2 separate regions of the Ovis aries genome follow, and region 2 is linked to region 1. Evidence: chromatin contacts called from public Hi-C data. All regions are on one chromosome and are shown on one strand. Each heading gives the region's core, a stretch centred on a gene start, on an enhancer-like site or on the middle of the called end of the contact. The rest is flanking DNA. Distances are from core to core; before and after follow the strand shown.

Region 1 (7,510 bases), core at 3,216-5,715:
CCACTCAGTTGAATTGCCCCTTTGCACCCCCCCACCCCCATTACTTGGCACCCCACCTTGACAGCTGCTCCTGCCAAGCACTGACATTGATCCATTGGGACATCCTCTCCCTTCCACCTGCTGCCCTCTAGTGGAGGTGCTGAGAAGCAACTAAATGTTTAAATGAGAGCCACCAGGGGTTGGCCGGTCTGAGTGGCCAGTCCTCTAGGAGATATCCACAGACCACAGCTATGAGAGGAATCATTAGGATAGCCTCAAGTTTATGGGACACCCCTTGCACATGACTTATATTCAGAGCAGAACTGTATAAAGACCCTGGCATCTATTTATGGGTTCCCCCTCCTCACCCCCAGGTTTCGGAAATCTACCTGGCAAAGATTGTCCTTGGGATATTTTTACTTCTTTGGCCCCTCCCTTCTATCATTTACCCAAATCCTATTTCTTGCAGAAGGAGTTGATTCCTCCCCACCTCCCCAAACGTTTGGATTTTTTAAATTTTGAAAAAAAAAAAAAAAAGGAAGGATATATTTTTTTAAATCCTTACACTTTAGAAACTTCCAGTCACTAGATTAAAGGGACAGACATGAACTCAGCATTAAGTGTAAGCAACACCTAGGTAACTGTGCTCACCCTGCATCCCACAGACACCCTGGAAGGTGTATGTGGTAATCCTCTTTACCCAGGAGGACCCGAAGCCAAGAGAGCTCAAGAAGGTTGTGGTTTGTCACACAGCAGAACCCAGGTCTGTCTGATGGCCAGCCCCTGTATGTTCCTTTAATGTGCTCGCCACCTCCAAGCAGTGCTTGTTTAGTGCTTAGATTAATGGTACAGAAATCATAACTTGCAATGGTTGTTGCTATTGTTCGGTTGCTAAGCCGTGCCTATTTGCAGCACCATGGACTGCATCATGACAGGCTTCCCTGTCCTTCACCATCTCCTGGAGCTTGCTCAGACTCATGTCCATTGAGTTGATGGTGCCATCCAACCATCTCATCCTCTGCTGCCCCCATCTCCTCCTGCCCTCAATCTTTCCCAGCATCATGGTCTTTTCCAGTGAACTGGCTCTTTGCATTACGTGGCCCCAGTATTGGAGTTTCAATATTGGAGTGAATATTCACAGTAACTTCCATGGTAAATTATATTAAATCTCATGTTCAGTTCAGTTCAGTTGCTCAGTCATGTCCAACTCTTTGCAACCCCATGAATCACAGCACATCAGGCCTCCCTGTCCATCACCAACTCCCGGAGCCCACCCAAACCCATGTCCATCGAGTCAGTGATGCTATCCAACCATCTCATCCTCTGTAGTCCCCTTCTCCTCCTGCCCTCAATCTTTCCCAGTATCAGGGTCTTTTCAAATAAGTCAGCTCTTCACATCAGGTGGCCAAAGTACTGGACTTTCAGCTTCAGCATCAGTCCTTCCAATAAACACCCAGGACTGATCTCCTTTAGAATGGACTGGATGGATCTCCTTGCAGTCCAAGGGACTCTCAAGAGTCTTCTCCAACACCACAGTTCAAAAGCATCAATTCTTCGGCACTCATCTTTCTTCACAGTCCGACTCTCACATCCATACATGACCACTGAAAAAACCATAGCCTTGACTAGGCGGACCTTTGTTGGCAAAGTAATGTCTCTGCTTTTGAATATGCAGTCTAGATTGGTCATAACTTTCCTTCCAAGGAGTAAGCATCTTTTGATTTCGTGGCTGCAATCACCATCTACAGTGATTTTGGAGCCCAGAAAAATAATCTCATGTTACTGTATTCATAGTAAGTTCATTCTTTTCCTTTAATGAATGTTTAATAATCAGTGTATCCCTCCACCATCTTCAGTTCCTCATGTCAGTACTCTTGCATCTAGAATTATTTAGCAAAGGAACTTGGCAGGTGGGTGAGTTTGGGAGGAGGTGAGGACAGCAAAAGCCACAAAAGTGTTAGAAATTTGAGATTGGCTATCACAGCAGATACAGTATATTCCTGCAGGCTTCAGTGAAACTAAATAGTTGTCTGTATTAACCAGCAGAGCAGAACTCAGAGGTCAAACACTGATAGAAACTCTGTGTGTGTGAGTGTCCATCCAGCTCCCATAGGATCCTGCACGAGTGCTATATCAGCATGAATGTACCCCTTTTGTAGTGGTGGTTTTCCACTCTTTAACCTTGATTGTGAATATCTAGGTAAGTGATTTTTTTATCAATATTTTTCTTAAGGGACAAAACAATAGATTTCATTTGACTCATTTTTCTGTCCCTTGTATATCACTATTATTGGAATGCTGTCATACAGTCTATTTAACATCTTAACTGGAAGGTATGTGTATGTACACACCCACCCACCCACCCATCCTGAACTGCCTTTTCCCCTGCAATGATAGAAAATACAGCTCTGTGTAGATAAGAGAATTATAGTGTGAAAAGAACAATACTTAGGATGTGGACTCCAGTTCCCTGCTGTCCTGCCACTTTAAAATTTTGTTTCTTTGTCAGGGTGAGTAAACCAAAGTGAGCCTGGTAAAACCAGAATTCTACTGCATATAGTCAGCTGACCAGGCTCATCTGAAGGATTCCTCACAGTCTTTCCAGCTCTCTGAGCTGTATCTTCATTTGTGCTGTCACAAGCTTGAAAAGAAAGGTGGAGAGTGGTCAGTAAGGTTGAAAGAGAGGGGATGTGTCTAGATAAGCTCGCCGACCTAACCTGCCCTGTGTCACGGGGGTTGTGTAACATGGAGCCCGTCAAGCAGACTGTGCAGAGAACAGAGTGCATTTGATCTCCTCCAAGGCAAGGACGCAGGATTTAAGGGTTCAATCCCTGGACTGGGGAGATCCCCTGGAGGAGGAAACCCACTCCAGGATTTTTTCCTGGAAAATCCCATGGACAGAGGAGACTGGCGGGCTACAGTCCAAAGGGTCGCAGAGTCAGACAACCGAGCAACTAAGCACAAGCACTTCTAGCACCTGTATGCTATGTGACCTCAGTGAAGTTACTTCACCTCTCTGTGCCTTAGTTTCCTCATGTAAGGTGGGACAATTACAGTGCCTAACATAGAGGGTTATTGTGAACATTAAATCAGTTAATACATGTAAGAACTTAAAACCTCTCTAGCATATAAACACTCAATAGACATAAGCTCTTATTGTTATGAAACTAAAGGAAGAGAACCCAAAAGTCATACGGTTTGGTGAAATATTGATCATATTTCCTTTCTTCCTTCTCCTCTGCCTTTTTCTGATCCCACTTTGCTCCCCTCCCAATACACCCTTGCCTATTTCTCTTCCTTTCAACTTAAGAATTTTCAGCAAAAACGTTTAGAACAGAAGAGATGTGCCAGTTGGAGGGCAGGAAGCTTTTTGATAATCGAGTGTACCTTTCAGCTAAAGTGGCTGCCTCCAACAGTAATGGGCTGTATGGCAACAGAAAGCTTGTTTCCTAAGAAATGGGTTTAACTTTTTGATTGACTCAGTGATAAAATAGGACAGCTGGACTCAGATCTCTAAAAGACGAACACCCTGGGCCTGTCACCGTGCTTTTAGGAGAGACATTCACTCTGAAAGCCCATTTGTCTTACTTCATCAGTGTTTTGCTTTTGTTGCTATATTTTGTACAGGTCATTCGCAAGAAAGCACCATGGAAATCCAAATCTAAGAGCAGAGTTACCCCTCAGGCCGTCAGTGCCTGCCACGTGTCTCTCCCTAGTGGCAGAGATCCTCGCCCTTCCTTACCAAGGCCCCACTGACCTCAAAGGGCCCTTTTTGTCAGGCCATAAAGTTCGTCTGAGCCAGAGCGCTGGGATTCCAGCCAAAGCTGAATGAAGGTGCAAAATGTCTGACTAAAAAAAGCTCGAACACGTGGCATTGGGTATCGCAGATAAATTTGTTGGAGAAATGGTTTATAAATAACATGCAAAGGGAAGAGGGTCAACATATTGAGTTGCTGTCTGATCCTTGAGGGACATCTTTTCTAATACTAAATCCCAAAGTGATAACACACTGGAAAAAAACGGGCTTCCTGAGTAAATGAACTCCACACAGGCTTCTTTTTTTCTTATCAAGATGTTTGTAAGTTTAGCAGTAAGCATTTTAAAAGAGGGTTGCTTTTATTTGGAATACGCTGCAAAACATGGATATCATTTCAAAACAAATGAAAACAGAAGAAACAAACCCCAGGAAGGCGATGTGCTCTTCTGAGCATGGTCTAAGGCTAGGAGGCTGCAGAAACTGAAATATTTAGGGCTCTTACTAAAATGGTCTCCTCCTCCTCCAAATTAAGCATCGTCACAGGAGGACGGATGGACTCAAGACAGAAGGAATGAGGGGAAAAGGAGATCAGTGACTTGGGAAAGTTTTCTTTTTCTCTGCCTCTTTCTGTTTTTGGTTTTGTTTTGTTTTCCCTTGTCAAAGCCAGAAGGGATCTGAATTCTGCTCCAAACTCCCAAGACCAGAGGGTCAGGGTGGGCCACTCAGCGGCTGGAAGCTGTGATCTTATCACTAGTTGAACCCCTCCCCCTTCCTCCCTGGGAACCTTGTGCAAACACAACTGCCTGGTCTTCCTGTTCAGTGGCAAAGGTTTTGCTCCCTTCTCTTTTTATTTGGGAATGTGAACTTTGGGGGATATGTTTTGCTGCCTTTTTTTTTTTTTAAGAAACAGATTTGCTGCCATAAATCCATTCCCTGGCACAGGAAGACCAGAGCTAATTAAAGAACAAGATGAGATGCTTAGACAAGTGGGGCCACATGCCTTTCCCTGGGGCTGGACCATGTTCTCTGTGTACCGTCACCTCTTCTCCCCACCCTACCCCACCTCCATCTCCACCATACTTTGTGGTTATATGTCTACCCCTGACTGTGAGTTTTAATCTCCCAGGAGGGTAACCCACTGGCTCAGGGACAATCTTCTAAGATGTGAATGCACTTGTCTTCTCTCTTTGCATAAATATCTGTCTTTGCCAGAGAGGACTGAGTTAGAGTAAGGTTTTCAGTGTTCAACTGTGTATTGTTTAAAATCATGATAATTTGCTGTCTGCTTTGAATCTCATTTTTGAAATCAAAATGATGCTTGGACTCAGATCCTACTGATGCAGCTTCCAGGGAGTCAGGGAAGTTTGAGCCCAGGCTTTGCCAGTGAGATGTCACGCAGTGATGCAGGCTGGTAAAGGGGTACTTTTGCAAGAGAATTGCAAGCTGGGAACTTTACCTTTTCTCCAAATAATTTTGGAGAATTTTAGTTCATTTCAGTCCATTAGTTGAATCTAATGAGATCTGTTAGATTGGAAACCCTGTCCCCCTTTTTTCCTCCAGAACAGAATTACCAATTATTTTTCATCTATGGACATGACAAATCCATATGCATGTCCCCACTTTGCAGGGGCTCTTCTATCAAAACGTTTATTGCAAAACCAAATTCAAAACCTTGCAACCTGCCCTTGAAAATCATGACCCAGGCTGTTTAGAATTCTGTAATTTACTTCTTGGGTCATTTGTTTAACCATCTATGAATTCACTTATAATTATTCAGAAAACAGGAATAGCTTTTACTTACAGCATAGCATGAGAGACTATGTCCCTTGCCTCACTGAAACAGAAACATTTGATGAACAACATTCTACTAAACAGCCAGATAATCCTTTCATGAAGGGAAGTGAAGTGCATTTCCAATAATGATTTGTTCTTAATGAATCCATGCTGGTTCCAAGTGACCCATGGTTTCCTTTCTGGACTCAGAAACCAACAATTCATTCTAGCATGTTGCTGGGGATTGAAGCTAAAGGTATAGGTTAAGAATGTGCCCTTTTAACTTATTCAAGCTTTGCAATATCCTGTTTTTTCCTCTGAAGATCCTCATAAATGAACTCATCATTAGCTTTGGGATTATGCTTATTGTTCATTGGCTTTAGACTTCAGTTTTATTAACTTCATTTATTCGGTACACTTCAGTCTTCATGTTACTACCCTTCACTGAGAAAAAGAAAATTCTATACAAATTTCCCTTTGCTTTCTTCTTTTCTGAGTTATCTGTTCTTATTGTTTTCATAGTGTTTTATAGTTTTCTGAGAAGAGACAAAATATCTCAAGTTAGAGCTTTACCTTATAAGTGTGAAAGTTCTAAACTATCAATTATTGCATCAGCTTTTTAAAAAATGGTCTGTAGTCTCCCTGTCTCTCTTTCTCTGTGTGTACACATATATATATATATATGTGTGTGTGTATATATATATATGTAGACATACATATATGTGGACTTGTATACTTCTTTTAGTATTAACTTGGCTCTTTCAGTGCATCCTGAATATTTTAAGGTCATTTGTGCTACCTATGAGAGGACTAAGAGTCTACTCATGCATGAGGTATAATTTAAGGTGGAGATGATTCCTTTGAATTATTATTCCTGGAATACGTAACAAGTCCCCAAATTATAATCTAAACATAGCAAATCATCAGATTTGTACCAATACTTGGCAAGATGCAATGAAACCCGAGATCATTAAGTTCAGGTAGAGAGGGATGGTGGTGAGAACTTCAGAATCAACTGGAAGTGAATGGCTCTGGGCCCCTAGAGGTCAGCAGGAGGTCAGTGGGAAGTTGGGAGAGGGAAAGGCAGAAGTAACCAATTATTTCACTCATTCATTCGTCAGTGTTTATTGAGAGCCTGCTGCATGCCTGGCATCACCCTAGCTTCCCTGAAAAGGATGAAGGAAGCACACAAAGAGAAGGTGAGAATAAATGAGAAACAATCATTCTCTGCCTTCAATTACAGCTGGCTATGCTTACCTGAACACACAGCCAAGCACTTAAAGTGATAAGCCGTAGACAACTTCTATTTTAACACATAATGCTTCAAAATAATAAGAAAGATCCCCAAAGAGTCTGTTACCATTTAAAAAGGCTTAAGATTAGAGTCCAAAAGGAAGGAGAGATGGTTCTGTGAGGAAAGTTTCTAAGACTAGAGTTTTCTGCTCAACTACTAAATATGATGCTTTTTTCTTTTTTTCCTTCCTTTCCATATTTACTTATAGTGTAGGGGAGAGTGCTGTGTTGGCAGCACAATAGAGATGTGATCAGGGAAATGGAAACACAAATTCAATATTCGAGAGCTTCTGTTCCCCTGAAAGCAACCACAGAGCATCAGATTTTGCCACAAATTCAGATTGCAAACCAGCCACAGAATGCCAAGAAGTTTTCTGTTAGAACCAATTATCCCTGAGTTTTTGCTACTTAAACTCTGCTGTGGGAAACGCAACTATACACCAGCATTAAAAGTGGCAATCTTGATATTAAGAAGGAGTGTTGCTCATAACAGTAAGTACATGCATTGACATTCCACCCACTGACTTCTCATGGGTTTGTAGGATCAGAAACCCAGTATGTGTGCCTACAACTGGCAAGACTCTTCTCAGGGAGTATGGGCGTGAAATGACTCCTTGCCTTCCCCATTGGATTTCCTTAGACAGCTGTGTGTGTGTTGCAGAGGCCATGGCAGAATTCCTTGCTGTAAGCCTAGCAACTTGTTTTTCA
Region 2 (7,510 bases), core at 1,999-4,498, 160 kb before region 1:
GTGGGGGGTGTGTCGGAGCCTGAGCCAGTAGGGTGTGCGGGGGCGTTGTGGGGAGGAGGCCGGAGAGGTTCGGCCCCTCTGTTTGTGCCGCCAGAAGACCTTGGATGGGACAGGGAAAGGTAACGGGAAGCCAGAGGGTTGGGAAGTCGCAGGAGTTGCTGAACGGGATTTAAGTACCACAGACTTTAAAATACTAATCCCTTTGCCATCCAAGGGCTGGTGGGAGAGGTTTCTGGAGCTCTCAGGAGACCTGCACAGGAGGACTGAGGGTCTAGGAGATGTGTGAATGTGTGGGTCCAGAAGCCCCGAGTCGCGGACGCAGTTTGGATCGGTGGATCTGAGATTCCCAGCGTGCAGTAGCCAGTCTGAGGAGTTTAGACTCCCTGGTGTGTGTGCCTGGAAAGGCACCCACCTTTCCTCACCGTGGCAGTTCTGTGCCCTGAGCAGTTGTTGTCATCTTGGAAGTCCTCTTCTCTGGGGATTCCAGGCTATATAGACTTTGCAGGTAACTAGTATTGAAACATTTCTAGAAATTAAAATGCTGGATAGAAACGAAATAAAATTTAGTGGACGAGAGTTGTTGGTTCCATCTTTTCTGTGATTGAGGATTGTTTCCTTCTGAGAAAAGCAGGGCTCAGTGTTGCCAGATTAGATTTCAAGAAGTCTGGGTCATTGATGGTTTCCCTTCAGATAGACTTTAGATGGAGCTGGAAGGATGTGTTTTAAGCCAGAGACCATTGGAAAACTTCATTTTTGGCTTAAGTATGTCCCATCTCTCATCTTCTTCCTCCCTCTTGTAAACTTCTTGCTTCACATGAGTCTAAGGAAAGTTGGTGAGTCAACATTCAGTTTTTCTTTTGGAGTAAATATATCACAGGGAAATTATAGTTTAAATCTCCTGAATAGCATGGACAACCAGCACTTCACAGGCAGAGGTGTGAAATGAAAATCTATAAATGCATTGACAAAGTGACGACACCAGTGCATTTTTTGTTTCAAACTGAGCATAACTTTGCCTGGAAAATATTTGTTCTAGGCAGAGTTTGGGGCTATGCTTTTGATTGTTAGTTTTTAAACAGCAGACTCCACATCATAAACTTTTAAAATGGATTCTATTATTAGACGCCTTCTCTGTGCTATCTCTGGTGCCTGTGTTAACAGATGTTTATAGTGCTTAGTAACCTATGGAATTGTCATATTGAGTATCTTGTTAGCTCAAGACATGTTTATAGCATAATGTAATAAATGAACCCTCGTTGCAGTCTGCTTCTGCCAAGCACATGAAGCACCCCAACATGGAAACAAATCTTAAAGTTGGTCCCACTTGGCAAACCTTTTTGGCTATCTGCTAGTAAGCATTGTTAATATAAAGACAGATCTGAGTGATACACTGAGAATAAGGCACAGCATAATGGTTAGCTTACTAAAAAGGCATGGGCTGTTTTTTTTAAATCTACTAACCTTAAGCTTCTGGACATTCCACTGGTAAACTGCACAATTCCAGAGTTTCGGTCTACTTTCAGAGAATACATTTTTTAAAAGTATGTCAATAATGAAAATAATTACTATTTTGTGTGTGTGTTCACATATGTCCATACAAATCACCTCTTTTTCTTTTTGAAAAAGAAAACCCTATAAATTGTGGTAGTGACTTAAATAATATGAGTTTTCAAATCACCTAATCATTTTCTGAATCTTGAGTTGATAAGAATCAAAGTGTTCTAAGGCTAGAGTCATACCTTTGCTAGCTGGGTAAACAAAGCAGTACAGGATGTCTTTTTGGTAAAGTGATTTTTTTTTAAACCTGGGACAGTATAAAGAATATACTCAATAACATGGTTGATTAGTATGATCACTGGCTTTAGAGGTAACTCGCTACCAAGGGCAAGAACCACCACTTCAGAGCCATCCCTATTAGTGGACCAGCTGAGCTCTTCTTGGAAATAATCAGATGAAAATCTTGCTTCCTCACTAGCCAGTCTTTTCTAGGAGAGATTCATGACTAGAAAGTTCTGCCTGTACTGAATCAACATTTTCTTCTGCTTACTGGCCCAAACTGGAACCACATACAGTGAATCTAATCTCTCATCCCTTCAAGTGCTGTATAGAGAACAGATAGCCTGCTCCTTCTTCCTGAATTCTTTTTCGCCTGCTCTCGGAGTTGTTCCTCACCCACTGTGGGGTGCCACACGTTTCTGCCCTGACCAATATGCCCTTGAGTCCACATTCTCACCATCTTTCCTAATGTATATCATCCGAAACATAGACGTGAAATCCCGAGTCCTGGACACTCTACATCTATTCAGTTCAGTTCAGTCGCTCAGTCGTGTCCGACTCTTTGTGACCCCATGAATCGCAGCACACCAGGCCTCCCTGTCCATCACCAACTCCCAGAGTTTACCCAAACTCATGTCCATCGAGTCAGTGATGCCATCCAGCCATCTCATCCTCTGTTGTCCCCTTTTCCTCCTGCCCCCAATCCCTCCCAGCGTCAGGATTTTTTCCAGTGAGTCAACTCTTCACATGAGGTGGCCAAAGTATTGGAGTTTCAGCCTCAGCATCAGTCCTTCCAATTATATCAGCTTAATATTCATGAGCTCTCTTAGCCATTTCATTACACTGTTCACTAATTTTAAACCTGTAAACAACTCATTTCTTTTCAGATTATTAATCATCCACAGTCAAAACATTATGATATAATAGTTTCAAGACTTTTTTTCATGCCTGAACTCCCAATGAGTCTGTGGAAAATGTAATACGGTGTAGGTGAATAGAATACTACATGCAGTGAATACAGCTCTCTCATTTCTTACTATCAAGGAATACCAGGCCCTGAATAGCAGATGTAGAATATTCTGAAAATGAGCAAATTGCAGCTGCGCATTACAGACAGGTAGAGATGACGTTGTGAGATATTCTTTTCTCAAGTGTGAGTTGGTAATCGCAGTCAGCATTTATTGAAGGCTTGTTCTGTCCAAGTCCTAGACACTATGCTATCTGGCCCTAAATGATGTGAAAGTACATCAGAGACACTTCCTCAGGCAACTGGGGTTGAAGATGTACAAATAGGACATGAACTGAGTCAACAACCTTGTCTTCCTCTGGAGATAAATGCTTCGTGATGCCGCAGGGAAGTCTGGAGCAGTTATATCTCAGTACTTAGGGAGCTCCCTGATACTCCTCACTTACCAAGTCCTCGCCTTGGAGAGAGGAAGCAAAGCTGATCCATACAGGAGAGAGGGTGTGGTGTAAAGGCAACAGCTTTGGGACCCATCTGAGCCCAGTTTGAGTCTGAACTGTACTACCAACATGCAAATTAACTCCACTGAGAATGACTTTTCTCCTCTGTGAATATTTTGTGCCTACTGCCAGTGAGTATTTTCTTCTCTGTGAGTATTTTTGTGCCAGGACAGAGGCGTTTCCACATGTAGCATTTACGACCTGGACTCAGTATTAGACACCTATCTGTTATGATTGATTTCTCTTTTGTGTATCCAGCTGAGGCTTCCCGACTAAATTATGAGTTTCCTCTGCCACCAGCTGAGAATATGCCACAGCTGAGACTCTTCTGTCTTCCGGCAGAAAGTGTTTATGCTTGATGATGATGACAGTGTTGTTTATATCAGCAAGTCTGGATGTGAAAGAAATGACCATTTCTTCTTGACAAAGAGAAAACTAACCTGTGATAGAGACTGACTTCTGGGCCTATCAGAAGATCCTACCTGTGCACAAACTTCAGTCAGGACAAGGGGCCCTGCGAGCCTTGTGCATGCCCTCCCCCTCGTGTGTGTGTGTGTGTGTGTGTGTGTGTGTGTGTGTGTGTGTGTGTGCAGTAACAGTCCTCACCCATCCCCCTTGCTTTAAGGTCTCCATCCATATTACATTTTCTTCCTTGCTTTATTCTTTCCTCATTTAAAGGGAGGAAATAATCAATGATAAAATGCATTTTTTGAAGTTCAAAAATCTATTTCATTGTAAAGACCTGTGTGGAAAAAGAAGCTGAAAAAGATATATGTAATATGTATATCTGAACCACTTTGCCATACACTTGAAAGTAACGCAATACTGTAAATCAGCTATACATCAGTAATAACAATTTTTTAAATCAATTTCACTACTCCCTACCTCTTATTCACCCTCCTCCCTCAAATATAGCAGGTCTACTGATAAGTACTTGAATATATAATTTCTAAACCAAAGTTCTGCTTTTATATTAGAAACCTGCCAGTTAGGATGACATAATGTGAAATAAAGTAGGTGTCAGGAAACCTAGGTCTCCTCACCTCTGCTTCTAATAGGCTTTGTAATTTTTGAAGACTACTTAACTTTCTTGAGCTTCATATTTCTCACAAGTTAATAACAAATAAACAACAAAAAGAGAGGAATTATCAAGATGATCTCAGGATTTTTTGCAGAGCTATATTTGCATCCATTAAATTATTGAATTTCTCTCAGATCTTTTTGGGCTTTGCTTGAACATCTGTGAAGTGAAGTGAAGTGGCTCAGTCATTCCCGACTCTTTGCGACCCCATGGACAGTAGCCTGCACCAAGCTCCTCCATCCACGGGATTTTCTAGGCAAGAGTATTGGAGTGGGTTGCTGTTTCCTTCTCCAAGGAATCTTCCCGACCCAGGGATCGAACCCAGGTCTCCTGCATTGTAGACAGACGCTTTACCCTCTGAACCACCAGGGAAGTAGGAACACCTATTTCACTCATTTTCAGTCTCTTAGTCTACTTCTTACATATCTGTCTTCCTTGCTAGGCTCTGGGATTCTCAAGAGCACAAAATAAATGTGATTCATTTTTTTATTGTTTCACTCTGCTGAATGCTGTAGACACAGCCATGTGGAAAGAGTGTTAATTGACTTAATGTGGGCTGCCTTGGACAGTCAAGCTATAATTTATATCATTTATTTAACAGTGTGCAACAATTTTGGATATAAGCATCAGGAAATACTGTTTAATGATTCTCTTCCCTTACCATTAATTTTTAAAAATAAATTATGTAAAACAGATAAAAATGTAATCACAACCATGCTTCCAGCTCCCAGTCTAATGCAGGAGGTCTTCCTGAAGTAGTTTCTTTTCTTTTGTTGTTGTTTTTTCTTTGAGCTAAATAAATTCCATAAAGAGTACCAGACTCTTAAAAGAAGGATGACAGAGAGGGTCATTGCTTAGTCTCAACTTCCTTGTTGGGTGTTTCTTACTACCTTTTAATATAGGCAATTGAACCCTTAGGTCAGGTCCCCATTTCACTGAATAATGATTCATAGGAAGGCGATGATTTTGTCTAATTGTTGGGCTGTGTGTTTTTAATTAGCCTCTCACCTTCAAATACTCCGTTCCCAAATCAGTAGATAATTTCTTCTACAGAGTCCTTAAAACTTCCAGGTGTGTTTACTGCTCTGATTAGGGCTTGCATCTTTTGTTATTGCCTAGACTTCAGTCAGTCTTCTTTAGAAGAATGTCATTATAATCCCAGTGAAATAGACTTCTTAGATTGTGGATTTGTTTAAACACAAACAAGTCTATCCCCAGCTGGCTGGGCTTCTAAGTGGAAAATGTATCCTAAGGAAAATGCTCACTTCATGGAGATTTGGCACCAGTGGTAGAAAGTACCCCATAAATCCCTCAGTCAGCATTAGAACCAAAAGGGCTTGCAAATTGAACAGGTGCTTTGATGTAGTGGTCTATGGTGGACAGCCTGCTATGCTAGACATTTGCTGTAATAACTCCTAGATTGTATCCTCAGTTGTTTACAGAATAAAACATTTAAAGTAATATATAATTGAAAACCTTAAGAGAGGCATCCCTCTCTGTTCCTTTAGTATAGGGCTTCCCTGGTGGCTCAGATGGTAAAGAATCTGCCTGCAATGCTGGTGATCCAGGTTCAATCCCTGGGTTAGGAAGATCTCCTGGAGAAGGGAATGACAACCAACTCCAGTATTTCTATCTAGAGAATCCCATGGATAGAGGGGCCTGGCAGGCGATGGTCCAAGGGCTCACAAAGAGTCGAAAACAAATGAGTGACTAATGCTTGTTAATATATTAGACATATGATAAAAGTCATTGGTGTGTAGAAAAACTCATTTTTTTTTCTTGCTTAAAAATATCCTTTATCATAGTAAGCATCACATTATATCCACCTTTTTTTTTAATCTTTGAGTGGTCATGTCAAAAATGTAGAGTGAGATCATTACAAAATAGAGTCTTACAAAGTTTTCTTCTCATGCTCGTTAAACTAGAAGGTGCTACTGTGATGCAGAAAATACCTCATCTCAAGTTTGAGGATGGCTGATGAGTCCTCAGTTAGACTTCCAGTTATGACTGCTGTCAGTCAGATGTCAGGTTTGTCCTTGGTCAGGATGATGGCATATGATCCCACTTCACCCTATCAGTGGCTTCTTTGGACATCTTCAAGCTATGTTATTGTTACCCAGGAGAAACCTCAATTTGATAAAGCAAAGTAAAGAAGAGCCTAGAAAAGCATAGATGAATGAGAAATTGTGAAAAGATTCCTGAAGACAAACCCTCTACAATGGTTTCTTCCCATAAGGGGGGAAGATACCAGGATCCTTGCCAAGATGATGATGACAGAAAAGACACCAGTTTTATACCGAACAAGTCAGAAAGACTAAAGAAAGAGCAGCAGAATGAAGAGGAAGGATTTCTTTTTATCAGCAGTCAGGGCAGCACCATATTTCCAATAGGGACATATGCAAAACAATCTTTGTTTGTCATAGAATAAACATTCAATACTGATATGTTGCTAATGATATTGTTGTTTTTGTTCAGTCACTAAGTCATGTCTGGCTTTTTGCGATCCCATGGACTGCAGTATGCCAGGCTTCCCTGTCCTTTACTATCTCCCAGAATTTGCTCAATCTCATGTCAGTTGGTCGGTGATGCCATCCAACCATCTCATCTTCTGTCATCCCCTTCTCCTCCTGCCTTCAATCTTTCCCAGCTATCAGGGTGAGTCAGCTCTTTGCATCAGGTGGCCAATGTATTAGAGCTTCAGCTTCAGCATCAGTCCTTCCAGTGAATATTCAGGGTTGATTTCCTTGCCATCCAAGGGACCCTTAAGAGTCTTCTCTAGCACCGCAATTTGAAAGGATCAATTCTTTGGCGCTCAGCCTTCTTTTTGGTCTAACTCTCATATCCATACATGCCTACTGGAATAACTATAGTTTTGACTATATGGACCTTTGTTGGCAAAGTGATGTCTGTGCTTTTGGATATGTTGTCTAGGTTTGTCATAGCTTTCCTTCTGAAGAGTGAATGTCTTCATGACTGCAGTCACTGTCCCTAGTGATTTTGGAGCCCAAGAAAAGAAAATCTATCACTCTTTTCACTTTCTCCCACCTATTTGCCATGAAGTGATGAGACTGGATGCCATGATCTTAGTTTTTTGAATTTGAGTTTTAAGCTAGTTTTTTTGTTCTTCTCTTTCACCCTCCTCAAGAGGCTCTTTATTTCATCTTGACTTTCTGCCATTAGAGTGGTATC

Evidence for each region. A called contact is a pair of places that touch in the nucleus more often than the background predicts.
Region 2: a Hi-C map of hypothalamus shows a contact between it and region 1, with 3 times the contacts expected there. The contact joins two enhancer-like sites. A contact is called at or near these places in 4 of 16 Hi-C or Micro-C datasets (hypothalamus, mixed tissues, muscle and 1 more).

What each region holds. Positions count from the first base shown.
Region 1 is chr16:32,203,251-32,210,760 of ARS-UI_Ramb_v3.0, reverse strand. The region is part of intron 2 of GHR (growth hormone receptor); the gene reads left to right. Among named protein-coding and RNA genes, the nearest start is that of GHR, 41 kb to the left of the region's middle. Within about 2 kb of position 4,465, at least 5 of the 54 cell types and tissues checked have an H3K27ac peak or open chromatin away from gene starts, as enhancers often do.
Region 2 is chr16:32,357,424-32,364,933 of ARS-UI_Ramb_v3.0, reverse strand. It overlaps a transcript of GHR not described here. Among named protein-coding and RNA genes, the nearest start is that of GHR, 110 kb to the right of the region's middle. Within about 2 kb of position 3,248, at least 3 of the 54 cell types and tissues checked have an H3K27ac peak or open chromatin away from gene starts, as enhancers often do.